Linked DNA regions of Mus musculus: region 2 is linked to region 1. A link is a contact called in public Hi-C data. All regions are on one chromosome and are shown on one strand. Each heading gives the region's core, a stretch centred on a gene start, on an enhancer-like site or on the middle of the called end of the contact. The rest is flanking DNA. Distances are from core to core; before and after follow the strand shown.

Evidence for each region. Hi-C and Micro-C count contacts between places; a contact is called where the count stands out from the background.
Region 2: a Hi-C map of cortical neurons shows a contact between it and region 1, with 1.8 times the contacts expected there. The contact joins two enhancer-like sites. A contact is called at or near these places in 6 of 484 Hi-C or Micro-C datasets (the G1E-ER4 cell line, brain, cerebral cortex and 2 more).

What each region holds. Positions count from the first base shown.
Region 1 is chr5:5,162,078-5,166,936 of GRCm38.p6, reverse strand. The region is part of intron 5 of Cdk14 (cyclin-dependent kinase 14); the gene reads left to right. Among named protein-coding and RNA genes, the nearest start is that of Gm30151, 210 kb to the left of the region's middle. Within about 2 kb of position 2,921, at least 5 of the 459 cell types and tissues checked have an H3K27ac peak or open chromatin away from gene starts, as enhancers often do. A contact at or near this core is called in cortical neurons, where this site is marked.
Region 2 is chr5:5,238,750-5,243,608 of GRCm38.p6, reverse strand. The region is part of intron 3 of Cdk14 (cyclin-dependent kinase 14); the gene reads left to right. Among named protein-coding and RNA genes, the nearest start is that of Gm30151, 130 kb to the left of the region's middle. Within about 2 kb of position 2,313, at least 5 of the 459 cell types and tissues checked have an H3K27ac peak or open chromatin away from gene starts, as enhancers often do. A contact at or near this core is called in cortical neurons, where this site is marked.

The DNA of each region.
Region 1 (4,859 bases), core at 1,672-4,171:
ATTGAAGATATTTTTTTATCTATTTATTTTTCACTACAATTGTAAAATCATCTCTCCTATGAAATGAAGTAGAGTTTCTTACCAAATACTTTCAAGAATAAATCTAAATATGAAAGTACTCATAATACGTATTACTGTTTAAAGCCACATGGATAGACTTAACCCAATTATCTTACAGAAAACTGTTCTAGCTGCATGAAGATGCCTTGGTGATAAAGAAATAAGTTATGTCTGTCCACTTGCATGGCTATAGTTGCAAATATTGCTGGATTCAGAAATGTCATTGTAGGGATTTATATAAGTAAGTGATCTGAAATTATGATGGACTCGATTAAAGGATATTTTCCTCTAATTTTTTTGCCCCTTTGGCATACATAATTAATGTGACTTCCTGAAAATTACTTTGAAGGGGCTTTTAATCAACATTGCTATTAAGTGTTCTAGAAGAAGAATACTATGATTATCTCAGGAATCCCACCTATTCGTGCAGTGGAACGACAGCAGGTGTTAAGATGGCTTTAGGTGATGCTTAGTGAAAAGCAAGTGAAGCTGGAGGCTGATGTGCAAAAACCAAGTACTCAAAAGTAAATCCTGGGTCAAGCAGTCACACCCTAATGTGGAGCTATAGGATGCCTGGGGAGTAACTGGCAGGAAGCCAGTCAGGGAGGGGTCTGCAGAGTGATTTACATCTTAAAAGACTGTTTTACATTTGGATTTTTTGTAAACAAAGAAGACTTGTTGGCACTCTGAATTAGAGTAATCATAGGAAGATGGGGAAAGTAAACTGAGTCAAAGCATGGTCTGGCTGGCACTACCCCTGGAACTTGCACTGGGTTGATCTGGGGAAAGAACCATAGGAATAAAGTCAGGTCTAGAGTTTATTTGTTAAGCATCTAATAAAGTGTGGGGCATTGTCTTAGTAGCAGTTCTGCAGCAGAACTTGAGAAGATCAAAGATTCTTTTGATCGAGTGTCATTCATTCTTTTCTAGCTGTCTGGCCACTTGATGTATGAGGCTGTTTGTATTCCAGATCCAGGGAACTGTCAATGAATCTGGAAAACTGTCAATGAATTTCATTAGCTAGTGCTAACATTTAGTAGGGGAGGAGGAGGGCACAGCAACAAGGCTTGACAAGAGTTTTAAAGGGACACAATAATATGAGCGTATAGGCACTAAAGAAATGAGGCCTGATACCTCAGATATATTTAAAAGGCAGAATTGACTGAAAGATTGTGAAGAGTGCCAGATTAAACTGGGCTGTATATAGATGAGTAGATAACCAGTGGATTAATATATGCTGGGTATTTGTGGGAAGTCAACTAAGGAATACATCAGGATTACCAAGGAGGTCAAGTGAGGCATGAAGAACTTGAGCCAAGACAGAGACATTTAAGATGCCTATAGGAAATATTTGAGAATGGTTTAGTAGATTGAGAGATAGTTACTAAATGGAAGGAAGTAAAAGGAGAGATGAAATGAGGTCACCTTAGGTAGGAGCAGTGGAGGTAAGAACATGCACAGAAATGGTCCTGCTCTACGTAAGATAGCATAGAAGACAGTGATTGAAGAGAATGATCTATATGTTCCAAGTATAACTTTTGATACTGTTTGCTTTTCTTCTTTATTTCAACTCTTGTTAAGTCACAGATTATAACAATAGTAGTACAGTGTATGGTGTGTGTGTGTATTTGGTGTTGTGTGTGTTGTCTATTTCCTCCACCTAAAAAAAGTAGAATGTTTAATTCTTTGTGGCCAGAGATTCATTTAGAATCAAATAAGGAACAGGCCCTCTCTTTCTTGTCAGGGAAATACAAAATCCTAAGAAGTATCATGCTTTATGGGGATTTCTTCATCACCTAACTCTTTCCCAGTATCTCTAGATTAGGATTTTTTAGAGCAAAATGAAATAAACCATTTCCTTTGGTTCCAGGTTTTAGTCATCATGGCAGAAACATGGGAGAGTTCATCATATTGTATCTACAGCCAAAAACTAGAGCATGACTACTTCCTTGAATGCTTGTACTCCTCTCTTCATTTTATACAGTCTAGAATTCCTGCCTAAGGAATGGCACTACCCATAGTGGGCTGATCTTCCAAATTCCATTAATATAATCAAGATTATTTTTCATAGGCATGCTCAAAGCCACCTCATATGTTCTTCTAGATTTTGTCAAGCTGACAATTAACGCTGGCTACCACTATTGCTTATGAACTGTGTGTGTAGAGTGACAATGGTAACTACCACAATTGTTTATGAACTGAGTGGGTGGAAGAAGTAATGGAAGCTACAGTATCCTGCAGACTCCGAAGCCCAGTAAAGCCGTTTCTTGTATGCTCTTACTGCTCGGTTCTGCCTGGTTAGTGTCTGATTTCCCTGGCAAAGGTTACTTAGGCAGACTGATTCAGAAGAATATGTGGGTACCATCTGTTCTCAGTAAGATAGTTCTTAGTTTCATAAAACATTTCTACCACAAAGCTTATTGAACATGGTCGAATGTCATCATTTTCAAGATGCGCCAAAATGTGGCAGTGAGGGAAAAGATTCTATAACTGGAACAAATGCATATTGAACACTTGTTGTTTCTATGATACAAGTCATATAGCCTACACTAACTAAATTCCCTTTGTGGCAAAAAAATTGCTCATGGTCAGGGAGAAAGTCTTGTGGAAAGTTTTAATGATGAAAGTATTAAAACCATTTACTTAGCCAAGTCAAGTCCTAACAGTGCAACACTTTCATACAGCTCCTCATGTTTTCTGTGACCCCCAACCATAAAGTCACTTTATTGCTACTCCATAACTGTAATGTTGCTGCTGTTATAAATGATAATATAAATGTTTGATATGCAGGATATCTGATATGCAATCTCTGTGAAAAGGCCATTCAAGCCCAAGAGGGTTCATGACTCACCAGTTGAAAACTTGCTGTCCTGGAGCTTAGTTGCTTATTCGTGTTTGTGTAGTTAATAGCATAGAATTGAGACTATGGCTTATAGCCTTCTGCGTTTTCCTATTTGGCTTGTGCCTCTTGGTAGATGCAAAGTAGTTAGCATGGTTAGTCAGAATCACCTGTTCTGCATTTTCTTTCTTTTTTAAAAATGTGTATTTTATTTCCTTAGATATATACAGTATTTTGCCAGCATGTATGTCTACCTACCACTGTGTTTTTGATGTCTGTGGAGGCCACAAGAGGACATCTTGTGTCCTGAAGTTTGAGTTACAAATGGCTGTAAGCCATTATATGGGGGCTGGAAGTTGAATGCTGGTCCTCTGGCAGAACAACCAGTCTCTTAAATGTTGAGCCTTCTTTTTGGTTCAGCTCTGGTTTTTTCAGTGTGAGAATCCCAGTGGCACAGCTTTTTAGTCACTGCTTAATGTTGACAGCCCTTTCTTCCCTCTATCTGCCATCCTAAAATACAGGATTTCAATGTTCTTTCTTTACTGCTATGTGCTTTTTTTTTTTTCAAGATTCAGAAACATGGTAAATCTATGCCTCAGAAGTTGTAGGACAGCCTTATGGAAGCTGTATATTACAAAGAAGGAGTAAATTATGTTTTCTGCTTAATTTTTCAGATTTCTCAGTGGCATTATTGTTGACTATGCTTGCCTTCCTATTCTAGTATGAACTAATGGTGGTATAAATATTTTATTGGCATTTGAATTTTATGTGTGGTTCTCTCTCAGAGGCAGATTAGAATTTTTACTAATTGTTTTTTGTTTAGTGAGTCTTTATTTTCTTTTTGAAATTGCTTCTTAGCGCCATGAGATTTTGTATGATTCCTGACGTAGGTCATTTACCAGAACCTTCAGTTAAGAATTTACTGTATGCCTACTATGTAGCTATCTGGAGATTTAAAAAGAACAAAGGGTGAGATTTAAGCCAGTTGCCCTTTCAACATTGAGGTGAGGGTTGACAGCATGGAGTCAGCCTGCTTAGAGGTCAGGTCACATATATTTTCCTTCTGAGAGGGACTTGCTCTATATTACCTTGTCCCTGGCTTCAGAACATGCTAGGTCGCCTGTCTTCCTTCTTGAACCCACTTTATCTTAAATAAGTGAAAGAGATATGAACTGTGCTTTTTGTTATGGAGATTGGCAGAATGATTTCAAGGAAACAAATGATGAACTAGGGGCATCTTGTTCTTTGAGCTGTGAAGCTGGGGATGTTAGTGACCCATAAGGTGAAATCATGTGGTTTTAGATAATAGAACAACCAGGCCATGGTTTGGTCCTAAGCTAAGTGTGACACTTGGGCACATGCGGAGAAGATTGGCAGTATTTCCGTGTGTGTGTAACCGTGGTCTTTCCCTTCCATTGCTTTGCTTGGTAGAGTTTATAGATGGGAACCTGTAAGAGTAGGGGTTTCAGGACTGGGTCATGTGGATGCTCTTGGAGAGTTGCTTGAATTCTAACTGAGAAAGGATCCAGGATACAATCCCCTTATTCCGTTCTTTTTATTAATTTGCACTTTGATACGTTTTCTGCTATCAATTAATTGAGACAGTTCACTTGTCATGGACAGTCATGTGAAGAGGAGCTAACCTCCATCAAAACACCTTAACAACATTGCATATACTGAAGTCCTGGAGCGTCTACCTTTTATCAACATTTAGTGTTTATTAAAGTCCACACCAATATAGGTACCAGAAAGCTTGTACTCACAAGTTTACACACACACAGGCATCAGGTTACATCCATTGTGAGGACTTGTAAATAGAAAAATAATGAGGCCAAAGTCTGAATTGTGGTTTCCTATCAGCTATCAGATGGGGTTATAATATACTTCCCTGTCTGTCTGTCTGTCTGTCTGTCTGTCTCTATCTCTGTCTCTGTCTCGCTTCTCTCTCTTTTCCCCTCCC
Region 2 (4,859 bases), core at 1,064-3,563, 77 kb before region 1:
CTCCTTTCATTTGGAACTGAGCCATCACAAGCCTAAAAGGTGACCAAGGAGTCAGGTGGCCATGGACTGAAGTCACAACTCTTCTGTTTTGTGAATCTTAGCTATGTTGTCAAGGGGTATGGAATGCTGATGACACAGGGGTTCTCCACAGCCTCAGGCAAACAGCTTCTCATCCTTACTGAGAAGGAGAACTAATCTTCCATCTATGGGACTGTGGATGGATCATTGCAATGCACATGCACACTAAGGGCTACTTATGCACATTATAATGATTCAGTTGAAACAACCACCCCTACTTCTAAGAATGAGAGTTCACCCTAATGTAGAGCGAAACACAATTAACATTTCCCCCATTTGGGTGAAAAATCAGTCCATGGAACTATTTTTATCAGGACGGTAGTAATAAAGGAAAGAGCTTTTCATTCCTGATCAATTACATTAATTTTAGTTCTGCCAGTAGCTACAGAATGCTTGATAAGTTTTGCTATTTCTCCAGCCTTACATTCTTCATGTCCACATGGGATATATAACAGAATCAATGTCCCAGTGTGTCTATCAGGATTAAATTTAGATAATAAAGGCCAAAGGCTGATGAGCAAACCTGTAGTATGTTTGGTATTTGTTACCTCTATTGAGAAATGAAGTGGAGCCGCTAAGGTCCTGCCTCATGAGTGGCAGCGTGGCCGGCTCGGTACAGCACCTACACTTTCCATTACCCAGACCAATGTTCCCCTCCAGTGAGCCAGGCAATTGACAGTCCTTTGCACATCTATTCTGTTTTTGGAAAATGTATTAACATTATCTCATTAAATTCAATGTCTCCATGGAGTGTCTGTTAGCAATTGCACATTAGCTGTCTGTATTTCCAAGTCACCATGGTGCTTTCAAGCGTGCACTCTAAGTAGAGAAGCGATAAGAAGAAAACAGTTGTCCCAGAAGGCTGCTTCCACCCATTTGTGCACCTGAGGTCACAGAGCCAAAGCTGGTGCTCAGGCGACTGCATCTTGGCTTGATCTGGTATCTTACTTAAACAGGACAGATAATAAAGTTATATGAAGAAAGGAAAATGAAATGCTTGATCTTTTAATTTAAAAATAGGGCCCCCTCCTTATAGAGTAAATTCTTGGTCTTGTTCATTTGATAGGAGGGGTTTTACTCTTGGCCTCTTTAAACACTTGGCATTTGGATTCCTTATTTATATACATGGTAATTGCACACCAGACTACTACTTTTCCATGCTTAAAATAGGAGACTCACATGTGAGACTCTAATCCTCAAAGCTCAGACTGTTTCATACATACCCTGTTCCAGAGAACCATTCTTTCATAGACCAGAACTGTTGTTAGACAGGAATCACATGCCTCACAGGATTCGTCTTAGGAAGCCTGTATGACTGGTCTGCAAATTATACATTTCCACAGTGTCTATGTGTCAGTTCCACAGGGGGAATAGCTGATTGTTTTACTGCAAAATGCAACAAAGTATTAACTTTATGCCATTGTGGTGTTAATAGAATGTACTTTAGCCACAATGGTTAATATATCCAAATCCATTTAGTTAGAAATATAAACCTTCGTGTCATTAGTATCTCTGTTTGCTTGATTTTCTTTCTTGTGAATAAGATGGGGAATTTATTTTATTTTTTAAAGATTTATTTATTTATTTATTATATGTAAGTACACTGTAGCTGTCTTCAGATACCTCAGAAGAGGACATCAGATCTCATTATGGATGGTTGTGAGCCACCATGTGGTTGCTGGGAATTGAACTCAGGACCTTTGGAAGAGTCAGTGCTCTTAACTGCTGAGCATCTCTCCAGCCCAGGGAATTTATTTTATAAATGAAAACTTTAATATTTTAAAATTTTTCTCTGTACAGTTTTTTTTGTGTGTGTTGCTGTCTTATTTGAATGTATTGCATATTCATGGCAGATTATGAAGAGTGAAAGATGACAATGTTTAGTCAGTTATTTGTGCCTCTCCCAAGAGAGGAAAAAATGGCCTCCATTCTCTGTTCAGTTTGTGGGGTCCTTGTATTTTCCTTAGCATGTGGTAGCAGATAAGCCCCGAGAGAAGCAGAGGGGTGTTTCCTGCAGCTACCTTTTTCTTCATCTAAGATTCATTGTGAAAGGAGCCCAAAAGCAAATGTGAAGACTTTTCCACTCTGATTTAAAGTGATTTAGAGAGGAACTGTGAACACAATATTTTCTCCATTGAAGATCATTTTATTCTGAAGTTTAATATAGGTTGACAATTTCTATTTCGAACTTGGGCTCAGGAGGGTGATGCTGAAGTGCGACATGCTCAAGCTGTTTCCTGGCGCTGAGAATGCGGGAGAACATAACCCACACGGGACCAGTCAGGCAGCTCTGCACGCCAATGTCCATTACATCTTACAGGATTTTATGTATATTTTTTGAAGAGAAAAAAAGTAAAAAGCTCTTCAGTGTAGTGTATAATTGAACATATATGGAAATAAAATCTCATTAAAAATAAAAAAAAAGGACTTGGATCTCCTCTGCAACTCCCATCCTGTCTATATTAAAATTCAAAGTATATTCATCTGTCACCAATCTGTGTATTTTCCTGTGGCCTGTATTGTGTTCCCCCCAAAACCTCTATGTTCAATTTCTAAACCACAGTACCGCAGACCCCATTGGAAGAGGTGATTGGGTGAAAATACAGTCGTTGGGCTTCTTCCTAATCCAATGTAAGGGATGGTCTTATGACCCAGGGAGGGACACTACAGAGGGAACACAGGCTGAGAAGCAGTAGGATGGAGGTGGCTGACCCTGAGCGACCTTCACAGAGACTGACCTTGCCTCCACTGTCTTGATCTGAGGTATTGCGTAATTGGGAGATACCCTTTCTGTTGTTGATGTTACCCAGGCTGCAACATCTGGACACCTCTAAAAAATTAATCCATGTCTAAGAAACAATGCTTTGTTACTAGTTAGGCTGTTTTCTTAAAATATTGTTAATTACCAGATTTTGCTATTTCTTTTCCTTGCGCTGCATGTTGAATGGGAACAGATTAAAGAGACAAGTTTTGCTTTGAGGAAAAATGTGTTTAATTAAAACTGAGCAGATAGTTTTGGGAAAGTCATCTTTCTGGGAGATTCTCCCATTTATACACTCAGACTAGAGTAAATGATGCTGAAAGTGTTGTACAGCCCCAGTTATTTCTGATTTCTCCGAAGACAAGAATTCTATTTTGGGTCTGTACTTCATTAAAAATTTAGCGACATGTAACTATGGGGCTTGGTGTGCCTGTGTGGAGTTGTCCTCTCATTGGATGATTTGTTGAAGCAATGGGTTACTATGGTGTTCAGCTCTGTGGCAGATGGAGTAATTGATCCTAAGAGCTTCTTGCAGTCTATGCTACTTTCTTTGACATGCTCATTCTGCCTATAAAGATGCTCAGCCAGCAACTAGAGATATGAGTGTTTAATAATTGAGACGGAGATTTTAATTCTCTTTATGTCAATATTAAAGATAAGAAGGACAGTTTGCCTCACTCATCTTCTTTAGTCTATACATATACTTCATTTACTAACCATGTCATATACACTTGGAAAAAGTTGTCATCCCAATTGGCAAATTGACTTCTTTTCGATTTCCACCATCATTGGATTTTTTTTTTTTTTTTTTTTGGATAGTATCTCTCAGCAAAATCTTGCTGGCATATGCAATAGTGTATGGGTTTGGTGGCAGTGCCTGGCAAATACAGAAGTGATGCTCACAGTCATCTATAAGATCGATCACAGGGCACCCAATGGAGAAGCTAGAGAAAGCACCCAAGGAGCTGAAGGAGTCTGCAGCCCTATAGGTGGAACAACATTATGAACTAACCAGTACCCCCAGAGCTCGTGTCTCTAGCTGCATATGTAGCAGAAGATGACCTAGTAGGCCATCACTGGGAAGAGAGGCCCCTTGGTCTTGCAAACTTTATATGCCTCAGTACAGGGGAATGCCAGGGCCAAGAAGTAGAAGTGAGTGGGTAGGGGAGCAAGGCAGGGGGAGGATATAGGGAACTTTCAGGATAGCATTTGAAATGTAAATAAAGAAAATATCTAATAAAAAAATAATCAGTACCCTCAAAAAAGAAAGAAAGAAAGAAAGAAAGAAAGAAAGAAAGAAAGAAAAAAAAGATAGTATCTCTGTGTAGACCAGGGTCGTTTTGAACTCAGGGAGATCTGCCTGCTTCTGCCTCCTAAGTGTTAGCATTATAGATGTGTGATACTACATCCTACCTCCATCATTGGTATTTTTCGTGAGTCTGTTTTAAACTTGTAAATTATACAGAGATGACACCTTGAGGTGACACTGAGATGGTCTGATTAAACAAAGGATGGCTTTTTATTGTTAGGTGTTCTGAGTCCTTACTTTATTTATTTATTTGTTTATTTATTTATTTATTTATTTATTTATTTAACATAAAGTCACAAGCTTCATTATGCTGGTTTCCTCGTCTCCCTCCTCCCACAGCTTATGCCAGTCTGCTTTTGTGTGTGTTACGTGGTGAATCTATTATCCTCTCCACACCCTTCCTGAGAACCCGCCTTCCCCTCTCACAGCCCCTTTCTAATCTCATCCCCTTTACCTGCACTCACACCCACATAAATCTATATATCTAAATCTTAGGAGCTAGGCTCTGCATAGGAAAGAGTATGTGGTTTTGTCTTTTGTGATCAGATCAACTCCATTAATGTAGTAATTTCCAGATCCATCAACTTATCTTTCTTCTTGGCTGTATGACATGTCATTATATATATGTTTCTCATTTCTTCATGTTGATCAGTCATTGTATATCTATGTTATTGTGTTTTCTTGCTATTGTAAGTAGAGAAATATTGAGCA